Regions from separate parts of the Gossypium arboreum genome. Here region 2 is linked to region 1. The links are chromatin contacts, called in public Hi-C maps. All regions are on one chromosome and are shown on one strand. The core of a region is the stretch at or near the end of the contact, and the rest is flanking DNA. Distances in the headings are between cores, read along the strand shown. Region 1 holds the start of LOC108454907 (probable BOI-related E3 ubiquitin-protein ligase 3). Region 2 holds the start of LOC108456797 (protein Iojap, chloroplastic).

Region 1 (6,711 bases), core at 2,880-5,379:
AGTTTTATTTCATTTATACATCTTATGTCTATAAATATAGATTTTGGAGAAACATTGTGAACATTCATATTTGATAAATAAAAATATTTTCTCTTTTTTCTCCTATTTCTTCTTCTTTTACTTTCTTTATTATTTATTTCATAATTAAAACATTTTAACATATTCTAAATACAATATAGTTTTACTTTATGCAATTAGTGCCAAGTAACATTATTCCAAATAATATCTTATTAACATAATTAACTCTAATATTAATTAAGTGATAATTAAGTTGCTTAAAATTATATTCCAATAATAACTCTATTTTACATGAATAAAATTAACATAACTTTTTGCATAATTTTTTAACTAATAATTGTAATTAAATTATAATTATCGCAACTTTTTTCATATATTATATGCTTAGAGTTCTATTCAATTAATAACTCTATTTTAAAATTAGAAAATATTTTTAACTAATAATTGTAAATTAAATTATGAGAAATTTCTATTAAATTATAATTATCACAACTTCTATTTTACTTTAACTTAAAAAAATTTAGTAATATGAGGAAAAATAAAAGGTATTATCGCTGTTCAACATTTTTTCTAAACTCATGATTATATATATTATAGATTATATCTTAATTATAAAAATAATTTTAACATGATTATTATTATCATATTTAAAATAAAATAATATTTATAGATAAAAATTATAAAATAATTTTTATTATTATTAACTAATCTAATTATATCCAATGATTTTAAAGATTTAAAGTTTTTATGTATTAATAATATATTATTTTAATTTTAAGTAAAACTCTTAAAAATGTAAATAAATTAATTAATTTCACATTAATATACTATCACTTTAATTAATAGTTAATTAATATTATTTTTATTATCAAATCATAATAATTAATATATTAATAAATTATTTTTTAATGTGAACTTAGTAATACAATTAACAATAAAAGAATTTTTCATCACTCTAAACTTATATATATATATATATATATATATATATATATTAGTTTTCCTTCTCGCCTACGTTGCAAGTGAATAAACATGTTTATTTTTATAAACTAAAATAAATAATATATAATATATTTAATTGAATAATATTTTATGATTAAAAGAAGTAAGTATCATAATTTAAGTTAATAATAAAATAAAATACCAAGTAAAAAAGCAATATATTGTAGTTAATAATAAAATCATAATTATTATATTATTCATGTGCTGTTTCAAATCATGAAAAGATATAAAATTATAAAATAAAACATCTTTGTGAATTGTAGAAGTTGTTTCTTTAATAGTGATATCAAAAGTCAATGATAATTTAAGTTTATTATGAATACTAATAATAATAATAATAATAATAATAATAATAATAATAATAAAGAAAGTATTTTATGGTATAAACAACTCACAAAACTTTTTTTGTTAAAAAAATAAAATATTGTTGATTGAGTCTTAGCTCGATTGATATTGGCATTGTTGCTAGTGCAAAAGTATGTGGATTTAAGTGTGTTGAAGCACGTTTATCTTCATATTTAAGAGTTGGGATGGGTTATGGGTAGTTTTAAGTATTATATCATCTTAGTAACTTTTAAATATTTTCACAATTAAATTAGATGTTAAAATAACAAAATATTATATTATCTAATAATCAATTAAAATGACCCTACGTATCTCACCATCTTTTAAATATTATTTGATACTTTTAGTCGTTACTTTAATGCTCCATTTTTTAAAAAATATTTTAACCTTAATTATTATTTATTTTAATTTGTTGATAATGAGTATGCTTAAAATTTTATTTAAGTTATAACTCATTTTAAAAAAACTATAACTCTATTTTAACGGTCAATAAAACTACAACGACTCAATTTTAAATAAAATTATAATTAATAATTTTAAATTAAACTATAAATAATTTTAAATATTAAGTCAAATTCAAAATTTCTTTTACTATTTTATCTTTTATATTCGTAATTATGTGCAATATTAAGATACTTTTTTGTTTCATAAACTTAATCAGTCAATCTCAAATATTCGAGTTCCCCACAAAATTGACAATTGAGTTAAATATATCTGGGAATTGACTTAATTTAAAAAATAAAATAAAAATCTTTCACCATCAAATTAATAACTTAAATTCGTCCTATCCAAATTAAATTTTAAATAATTAATGTGAAAGGCCTTTAATTTTTATTTTGAGTTATAAGTATAAAGATAATATATCTTAATCAATTATTATTACAAAGTATAAATTTGAAAAAACCTATAAAAAATTGAAGTAAGAGTCCACATAATTTACATTCTATACTCAAATTTTAATCTTATCAACACGATTTATACATAATAAAACTCAAATCTAAATATTCAAAATCTCTGGTTCACTATATCAATTTATCTTTAACATTTAATAAATTAATAAAGAAATCCAATCAAATAATGTGCAGGTCAAAAGTTAAATATTTGAAATATCAAATTAAAATTATTTAAATCACAATCTAAAACTCGTTTATTTAAATCACAAAATTAAAATAATCACAAAAGAAAAAGAAAAAAGAAACTAGCTTGAAAACTTAAAGAAGTAAATTGAAAGCAAATTAAAGAAGTCACTTCCTCTTCATTGCAGGAAGAAATGAAAACTGAAATTTGAAAGTGGGAGAAAAAAGAAATAATCTAAACTAACTAATTACAAAATTTGGGGTTACTAAGTTGAAACAATATTTTTTTCCTGTTTTGTTTTGGGGTGCTTAATGTATTACTATTATTATTATTTTTATTATAATAAAGAGCTTTTATGACATTTTAATTTGAAGGCTTGCATTCTTCGGAGATTTACAAATTGGACAAATGTGAAGGCGCGGCGCACAAACAGTACATGAGCACAAATGCCTACATGGTAGCAGCAACACACATGATTCCTCCACCCTACAGGTCAGGCATAGCCTGCCGCCGTCGCCATTTTTCTCCACGTCCCAACTGCTGCCGCAACATGATTGCGCATCGTCAACATCATCCGCCGCCGCTTCTAATCCTACGCCACGGTTTCTCTTGTCGACCTTAACCTGCTGTGCCGTCGCGAGGACTTGTTCTAGGTTGGACCGCAGGGCAGTGGCGGTGGCCTCATTGGTTTGAGCCAAATCTCTCCAAATTTGGTTCTCTATGCAAAGGGATTTCACTCTTTCTTCAAGTGCCCAATTTATTTTCTCAATCTTCTCCATTTCTTCCTCTTTGCCTCGAAGTTTCTTCGTTACTCTTTCTTCAATGGCTTCCATTATTTTCCTTGCTTGCCTCTTCCTTTTTTCTTCTATCTCCACCCTCATTTTCTCCATCTATATAAACACAAAAAATCCAGACTCCATCAATTCTCAAACTTTAAAAGCAATCGATAAAACTAAAGAATTGATCTTTTTCTTTAGGCTTACATGTTGTGAGATGAGGCGATCAATATCCAACTGTTGCTGCTCCATGTGAAGGGAAATATCATGGCCAAGAAAAGAAAAACGAGAGCAAGTTTCGTTGCTTTTGTGAGGTGGAGAAGGGAAAGAAACCATAGCGGAATCTCTGGAACGCTTCCTGGGTAAAGGAAGATTGTTGTACGTCAAACTACTTTCCGATTTGATTGCTGCCGTAGGCTTTCGATGGATGAAGGAATCGGTAACCAAAGAGTTATATAAAGGAAGAAATCCTTGAGCCGCCACCGTCGGAACTCCATATACCATCTGCGTTTCAAACATATTGCCGTTTGCTTCAATAGGATTCATCATTAAGAGAATGAATGCAAGAGACGTTAGAGGTTGGTGGTTGGATCTGAATGTATGATCATTTGGTTTCAGTCGTAAAAGCTTAAAAGGAACATGTACGCTAAGAATTAAGGAGAGAAGATATTGAGATGCGAAGCTTCAACGGCCATAGATTAAAGAAGAAGATTGGGTTTTTTGAGTTTGGTTTGCTTTGGTTTGGGATATAAGGACGAAAATTGAAAGGGAAAGAATACAAAAGGGGCATGCTATAGAGGTGGCAAGGCTGTATGGTGGGGTTTATTTAGGGTTTGGTTCGGGTTAGAGATAGAGTAAGATAATTAATATTAAATTAGTTTTTCTTTTCAATTTTGGTTAGATTTGTAGATAGAGAAGTAAACTGATCTTGATACACTTATATCTTAGGCATAAGTTCACCCAATATATATAGGAATAATAATTTATTTACTACTCTAATTTTTTTAAAGTTATTTTTATTTTTATTTAATTTTATCATTTTTAGCCGTTAAACTTGTTACAAATTCAAAATGAACAAAAAATTAACATCTACTAATTTTGTTGATGCGACGATGTCAAATTAACAATTAATTAATTTAAAAAATATAATTTTTAATATTTTTAAAATTTTTAATATTTAAAAATTAATTAATTGTCAACATAGTATCGATGTGGAAATCCATCTATGTATGTCACATTAACAAATTTAACTTTTCAATTTATTTTGAATGATTTGACAAATAACACTATTTTAAATGTTAAAAGAAGTAAAAATTAAATAGAGATCTAAAGCTGAATAAAGTTGGGGCCAAATTAATCATTATGCAAATAATATCAATATTCAAATATATCACTTTGTTGCAATAAATTTTTCATATTCTAATTTTTGGTGGTTACTATATTTTACTATTTAAGTTTATTACTAATAACATTTAAAATTATAAACTTCAATAATTTAGAATGTAGTATTTTAAATTATATTTTAAAAATTAAATTAGTGAAAATAAATAATTGATTTCATAATTTTAAAAATACTTAAAAATAATTGTGATATTTTAACTAAGATGAAAGTAAAATTATTTTTTTATTAATGGTGAGTAGGAGATGTAAGTGTCCCATACCGCACAAAGGAGTTTGTGATCTAGGCACACTTTGATCTCTCTTGTTCATTGGGGGTTATTCGACCCGACAAGACTAGCTCATTACTTGGAAGAGACTCAAGGCCCATCTACTTGGATCATGGCTAAACTGTAAGTTGTATTTTTACTAGGATAATTACTATAAATCCTAAAGGATAAAATGTAAAGAGTTTAAATCCCTTAAGACTTTCTTATTATAGATGAGAACTAATATGAGTCATCATTGTAATTTGATCTGTACCATTAGATCTTGGGGAGCTCTACTATAAATAGAGCCCTCTTAATTCTTTTGTATTCATTCCATTCTTGAGTTAAATAATATTTTGAGATCATTTACTCAAACATTTGGTGTGTGATGTTTTTCTTCTTCTTTTTTTGTTCGTTTGTGTCTTCTTTCTTTTTTGAGTTTGCTTCCACTTTGTTTTGGTGCTTTTGAGAATTGCTGTGTGAATTATCATTTTTCTAGCGTAAGGCTATCTTAGGCAGATTTCAACCTAAGAATTCGCTTAAGGTTGCGTGGCTTACCAGACTAAAGTTCTAGCCTCGTGACAGTTGGTACAAGTCAGTGATCGAAGGCACCAATTGTAATGACAAAAAGAGTAAACGAGTGGAATGTCCTAATATAGACCCGTGTTGGGAGGGGAAGGAAAAATAGTAGATCGAGTGATATGTTGTTGACTTTGAAAAGTCATGTAGTTCATCTCGAAGAATCCATAGGGTGAAGTGAAGGCAACACTTCAGGTTGTTGAGGGACGCACAGATAAGTTGGACCCGATGAAAGAATAGTTCAAGGAATATGTGGTGGAGGCCTTTAGTTCCAAATGGACACATTGCAAGTGCTCCTCAGCATTGTTATGGGTAAGCTATCAGAAAAGAATGATGCTCTCAAAGCCATAGTGACGACTTTGAACAAAAAAAATCAAAGTGCTTGAGGAAGAGTTCGCTATGTGCAGAGTTGTTGTAGGAAAAGGGGTTTTGAGTTAGACATTGAGCCATAAGATTGATGTCCCAAAACCAAAAAAGTTTAAGGGGCAAGGTTCGTAAGGGAAGTGGAAAACTTCTTATAGGAAATGGAGCACTACTTCTTTATCATAGGCATCGAGGATGGTGATGCTAAGGTAAGTATTGTTTCCATGTATTTTACTGATGTCACTATTTTATGGTGGCGTGGTAGGTCCACAGATGAAAACCGAGGTGGGACCAAAATTAGGACTTAGGTTGAGTTCCAAAAAAGGTTTAAGGAGCAGTTTTACCCACAATATGCTGAGAAGGAGGGTCGAGATAAGTTACATAAGTTCTCGCTACAAGGCACAATTAGGGAGTATGTGAAGGAGTTTAGTGAACTAATGCTTCAAATCACTTATCTAAGTGAGAATGAGACATTCCTCTTCTTCATGGATGAGTTGAAGTTGTGGGTTAAGCAAGAATTGGAGCGTCGTGGAGTTGAGGAACTTACCAAAGCCATGACCATTGCGGAGTTGTTTCTTGAGTTGGGTGCTAAGAAGTCGAAAAAATTTGAGTCTTCCATGCCCAAATTCAAACCAAAGGGCAATGGTAGGGGAGATAAAGATATGTCGACAAAGAATGGCAATGGTAAGTGTAATAGCCCGATTTTCAATGGTGTCGAAAAATGGTGGCTTTGAAACCTTATTTCTGACGGGTGAGTCCGTAAATATTATTATGTATTTATGAGTTTATTTAGAATTATATTTAATTTTGGTTTAGAAATTTTATTGAATTGATAATTAATCATGGTACAAGTGTGATTGTAACACCCCAAATTTGGTCCGATAAACTAGATCCGAATCTCAGGT
Region 2 (6,711 bases), core at 2,860-5,359, 180 kb after region 1:
TGCTATGAGCATCACGAGTGAATAAATACATAAACAGATTCAGGACAATTCTACTTAGGTCCAGTCCAATGTACTGTCAGTCCAGTCAGTCACATCTATGCCTCTATCTTCTGGAAGTCATCCGCTCCGATGTCCAACACAAAGCATCTCCCTAATTGGACTTGATAGATGACATATTAGTCTTTCAATCAATTTTTTAATTTCCAATTAGACTAAGGACATGTTTAGGTTCAACTACTAATGCAAGTTATCTTTTCATATTATGATCTAACCATATAATACTGCTTAATATTAGTTAAAAATTAGAAAACCAGTGAGCAACATTTGCTTCTATTTTGCTTTGCGTGCAAAAACCATGTGAGGAAAATATACAAAGTATTAACGTAATTAATGAATAATTTTATTAACCAATCTATTTGAAAAATTACAAGTGCAATTAGTTGAAAATACTACACTTAAGGCACCAGATCCAACAATATCTTGTATTTGGTTCCGTCGAACGGGTCGAGTATAAGGTGTTACACTTAACATCGTGACAAGATCAAGTCAGTGAGTAATAGTACAACGAGGATCCCTCAAAGTCACGACGTCAACCCATTATTTTACGAGCTTGATACTGATTCAACCTCGGTTAGTAAAAGTACTTTTGTAAGCTCGTTTAAGACCCATAAATGAATATGTATTATATTATAGTCATGAAATATATTTGTAAGCATATTAAAATGGTCATATTATGTATTTAATAAATCATAGTTGCTATGTGAATAGATGTGGCATCCCGTAGCTCGAACCCGACGATTGGTTCAAGTATGGGGTGTTACAAGAACCCTTAAGGTCTCTCAATCCCAACATCACTAAGGTTACTTAGGGAAGAGTCTGAGGATTGCACAAAGCATAAGCTTACGACTCAACATTCAGTGTGACAAGATCTTGGTTCAATCCCAACGTTAGTCACGTAGTTAAGCTCACACATGAGATAACACTTGTTGGGATCTAGTGTCCTTACTTCGTCTACATGTACTTGTATTTTTCAAACAAATTAATTTAATAAAAAATCCATCAACTTTGTTTAATATTTTTGTATATTGTCCTCAACAAATTTTACATGAAAAGCAAAATGAAAGAAAATATTGGCTCATTGATTATCTAATGTTTATCTAATATCAAACGATATTACGTGGTCGAATAGTAATACAGAAAGACTGATTATATTAGTAGATAATCTAAACACGTTCTTAGTCTAATCTATTGAGAAAATCAATTGAAAGACTAAAATGCTAATTATTAAGTCCAACTAGGGAGATACCTTGTCTTGGGTATCGAAGCGGATGACTCCCAAAAGATAGAGACATAAATGTAACTGACTGGACTAACAGTACATTGGACATAACCCAAGTAGAATAAATCTAAGATCCATTTATGAAATTATTCACTTGTGGCATTCATAGTGTGGCATACCTTTATCTGAGTGGATAATAAACTATGTATGTGTGACCCGTATGCTTTGATGTTACAGAACCGAAAGCAAGTACATTGGATATACGACTTCAGCAGTCTATAGCATCATTCCACAATACTGGAATTATAACCCAATAAATGGTAAATGATATCCTTTCATTGGCATTACATGATAGATGAGAAGTAAAACACAATCATGGGTCATTTGCCTTTGTGATAAATAATTTAATTATTATTTGATAGTAATTTATTTTTCATGAATGAAGATGAAATGGTTACCATGAGATAAAATAGGATCATATTAGGAGAACAAATTTACCCTAAAAAGATTAAAGATATGCTATGAGGGTAACACACTTATGACAATGTCGTTGAACAAGTACTTGATAAGTAACTTTCGTAATAGTATATAATAACGAAGAGTTCAGTCACAATACTTTAGTAGAATGACTTCATGACTAAATAATATTGTAATTAATAGGAGAAAAGTCGAAACTTAAGTATAAATTATTTGAGCCTAATTATATATGTCCAATATGTCCCTCAAATAGCTCAAGATAAGAAATGAATTGTATGTAAGAACCAATAATATGGAATGAACGAAAACGATGAAGTAAGTTTTCTTGCTAAGTACAAAGGAGAAATAGGTCGAGGTAATTCGTGGTTCAAGAATAACGAAGAGGGTCATTCGGTAGAAAGTCGAAATGAACTTTAAACCGTCTCATACAAAGCACAGGTATATTTTGATTAAGTTTATTACTATAAAAAGCCAAAACGGCTCAATTTCAAAAAAAAAAATTTAAAACTTTCATTGTACCTAAAATAAATGTTTTTTAACCGATTTTTCCAATAACACTATGTTAATTGGTCACTTTCATTATCATCCCTGATATTTTAGGGTGTTAAGTTAGACGCCTCATCATTATAGCTCGAAAACTTTTACATTTACAATATTTGATGCTTTTGTTGAGAGTTGAACTCAAAGCCTCATGCATATGAATGACATGCAAGATGTTTGGAGGAAGATCCAACGTAGTCATGAGATTCCCCCACTCAGGATGAATGTCTTTGCTAACAAGGAGGATATTGAAGTACGAATCTAGCTGGGAGAATAACCAACGAAAAACAAAGGAGCCTTATGGAGAAATCAACTCGTAGTTCATATTTTAAAATTTTGGTATTTGGAGTAATGTAACAAAATCATATATATAATTTAATTATAAAATGGAACTTATTTTAAATATAATTAAAAAATATTTTGGAACTCAAACAATTAGGATAGAATTAAAAGTTTTTATATATGCTTGTGTTTCATATATATGTGTGTGAGATATGGCTTAACCCATAAAATGACATTTAAATTATATCTTTTTCAATTTTGGTATCTAATTTTTTTTGTCACAAGTGGTATCTAAATTATTTTTCTTTTCTAGTTGGTACTTAATTCAATTTTTTGGAAAAACTTAATTCAAAAATTAGTATCTAAATTATATTTTTTCTCAAGTTGATATCTGAACTTTTTTTTTTGTCACAAGTGATACCTAAATTATTCTTTTGGTACCCATTTTACACTAGAATATTATATCCATTAAAAATTTCGGTTGATAATAGCTTGTCATGTCATATAAACTTTAAAGATAATTTTTAATTCTTTTATTTTCTTTGTTTTCTTTTACTTTCTTTTTCTATATTTCTTTCTTCTTCCTGAATAATGTTTGGCAATACTAGCAACGCTTAAAATTCACCCTCCCGAGGTTAAGACACTATCAATTAATTTTATTTTTAAACTCCACCGCTTGCCTACTCAACCCGACGAGATCAAAAAAGTTCCTTCATAAATCAAAACCAATGTTTTCAGAACCAGACCAAATCGTTTGAGTACTAGTTTAGAAATAGAGATTGAATCGATTGACTCTCGAACCGATACAACTAATTGAATCAGTTTTCTTTATTTTTAATTTTTTTTTATTTTTATGTATTTTTAATAATTTATTTGATTGAACCGGATAAATCAATCAAATCAAGACTTAGTGGCTTGAGACGTTCGACCATCTGTCCAATTCAAAAAAACCTTGATCAAATTCATGAAGTTCAAAATATCCATACTTGTAAAGAAAAAAGCTCAAGATGAGAAAGAAAAAGAAAGGAAAAGAATTTAAGTTAATATATATATATATATATATATATATATATATATATATATATATAAAAGAGAGAACAAAGATAATTTTTTGTCTTCTTTTAAGGTCACAATTTTTAATTTATTACTGTTTAAAGTAAACTAACAATTAAAGATTGAATTAACATAAGTATTAATTTAAAAATATAAGTTAAATGCTATTTGTGATTAAAAATATATTTTTTTTGAATGAATGATCTGACTGGATTTATTAATATAAATAAAATACATGAAAAAACAGAGTTTGGGCTACGGTCCAGTAAAAAGCATAAAGAAAGAAATCAAAAACAAAAAACCAAAAAAACTACTAGAACAAACGGTCTTAAAACAAACTAACATAACTAGCCCATCTCATCCAAATGCAAGTAAACTAAAACAGCAAACAAATCTTCTCCTATCCCAGCCAAATCTAACAGCTGGATGCCAATATCTTGTGTCTTTTCACGTCAATCAACCCAGCCACTAATGATAGCAGGTTTTCAAAAATTGAAATGAATTCTTATCTGCTACCTTTTATTTCCAAACCTTTCATTTCTTCATTTGCTCAGTCTGGAGGCTTTAGCAGAGGGTTCTCCACAGCTTGACGAGCCAAATCTGGAATTCCTCCCATCAGGTAAAAACTCTCTCTTCTTTTTAAGGCCTCCTTTACGATAACATGTGCGTAGATATTCCCTGCTTTAGGGACATAATAAAACTCAATCTCCTGGAATCTGACTTTTCTGCTTTGAATATCCCTGATAATGGCTCCAATGACCGATTTATCTATACCAGTACTCTGGCATTTCTTAATGACAGTTTTCGAGTCCCTCGCTACTTTTATTTTATTTAATCCCATAAGAATCCCTAATTTTACTGCCTGTAACACTGCATATGCCTCTGCCATGAATGGAGTTGCTATCTCGGAGTGTATGACTGCTTTCGATGCAAGGATCTCTCCCTCCTCATTCTGTACAAGCAAACCCGTAGCCGATTTGGACGATTGACATTTAAATGCTGCATCAAAATGAATTGTGACCCTTCCTCTTCTACATTCCTGTTGGGTATTTTTAGTAGATTGAAGAGGAAGTTTTCTCTTTTTTATTGCATCCAACTCTACGATATAGTTTTGAGTTTGCCTTGCTATTTCGATTCCTGTCATATTTCTTCTTTCATATAGTAATCGATTTCTGTTGAACCAGATTAACTAGAATCCGCAACAAAAAAGTCAGATTTGCTCAGTAGTCCATTGGCCGAAGATCTAGGTAAACCATTCCCATATATTCAGATTGTTATGGTTTAATACCCATGTTAGATTTAACTGGTTCCATACCTCAACTGTTGTAGGGCACTGTTGAAAAATATGAATGTTGTCTTCTTCTCCTTGGCGACATTTAGGGCATTGAGCTTCCACCACAACCCTCTTAAGCTTTAGATTGACAAGGGACTGAATGAAGTTCCAGGAAAATCTCTATACTGTAATCTGTATTTTTGAGGGAATGTATAGTTTCCATAGTTTCCTATAGAAGCTTTTAATTTTGGCATGTAAAGTAAAATTATTAGGATCCAAGCTAGTTTCATGCAATAGTTTATAGGCACTCTTTACGGAGAACTCCCCTGTCAACTCCCCTCTCTATACTTGAAAATCCTTGTGTGTTGTCTTTGCTAGTGGAATCTTCAGGATTTTTTCTGCTATATCCATTCGAAAGGTATTTCTTACGACCTTTGTTTTCCAGCTTCTATTATTGGCTTCTATTAGATCCGATACTAACTTGATATTTTCAATGTTATCTTGATTTGGTACTCTATCTACTTCGTTTCCTGATATCCACAAATCGTCCCAAATGGATATTTGATCACCTCTCCCAACCCTCCAGCATAAGCTTTTCTCCAAAAGCCCTCTCGTGACCCAAACACTCTTCTAGGTGAGCGAAGGTAAATTTCCTAACCGAGCTTTGTAGAAATTCAAATTAGGATAATATTTTGCCTTCAAAATGCGGGCTAATAATGAATTTGGATAATTAACTAGACGCCACCCTTGCTTTGCTAATAACACAACATTAAACTTCGCAAGATCTCAAAAACCAAGGTCATCGTCTTCTTTTAATAAGCATAGATCTTTCCAAGCGCACCAATGAATACCTTTCCTATTATGACTATTATCCCCTCTAATTCAGCACATAGAACCTTAGGAAGTAGAAAACAAGACATCTTATAAGTTGGGATAGATTGGAGAATAGCTTTGATAAAAACTTCCTTCCCCCTTAGAAGAGATATCTTATACTCCAACTTTCAATTTGTTGTTTAAACCTATCCTTCAAATTTTGAAAAGACGATCTCTTCCTTATACCCACCATATTGGGAAGTCTTAGATATCGTTCTGGATCAGTTGATCTTCTTACTCCAAGAATCTGTGAAATTGTAACCCTTTCCTCTTCTTGTGTATTGGTACTGAAGAAAATAGATGATTTATCATAATTGACACATTGGCCTGAGCTCATCTCATACTCATTCAATATTTGTTTTAGAGAATGTGCTCCCCTTTCAGTAGCTTCTGCAAATAAGATATAGCCATCGAGAAAGAGTAGATGAGAGATGGCTGGCCCACTTCAACTAGCTTTAACTCCTTTAAGGATGTTTCTTGCTTTTACAAGCCTTATTAGACTCAAGAGCCCTTCCCCACAAAATAGAAATAAAAACGGACTTAAAGGGTCTCCTTGTCTAAATGGAAGAAAAAGTTTCTCATATATTTCCATTTAAAACTACAGAATATGATACTGTAGACACACATTTCATTAACAAATCAACTCATCTTGGATCAAATCCCATTTTCTTTATTACCCCCTCCACAAAATTCCTTTCATCCCTATCATATGCCTTATTGATGTCTAGTTTCACAGCCATAAGCCCTTTTATCCCTCTCTTCTTGTGTTTTAAAGTGTGCAGAATTTCATACGCTAATAACACATTATCGAAAATCAGCCTCCCTGGAACAAAGCACTTTGTGCTAAATCGATACATTTATGAATCACTACTCAAAGCCGATTAACAATGACCTTAGTTATCAATTTATAAAGCACATTGCATAAACTAATTGG

What was found. Hi-C and Micro-C count contacts between places; a contact is called where the count stands out from the background.
Region 2: a contact with region 1 is called in a Hi-C map of leaf, with 2.2 times the contacts expected there. The contact joins the promoter of LOC108456797 here to the promoter of LOC108454907 in region 1. A contact is called at or near these places in 2 of 5 Hi-C or Micro-C datasets (both in leaf).

What each region holds. Positions count from the first base shown.
Region 1 is chr5:62,293,778-62,300,488 of ASM2569848v2, forward strand. It overlaps LOC108454907 (probable BOI-related E3 ubiquitin-protein ligase 3), which reads right to left and starts at 4,130. Exons shown (of 2, transcript XM_017753530.2): 1 at 3,426-4,130; 2 at 2,486-3,332. The coding sequence starts at 3,767. The coding sequence ends at 2,796.
Region 2 is chr5:62,469,925-62,476,635 of ASM2569848v2, forward strand. It overlaps LOC108456797 (protein Iojap, chloroplastic), which reads left to right and starts at 4,110. Exons shown (of 7, transcript XM_017755475.2): 1 at 4,110-4,250; 2 at 4,816-4,878.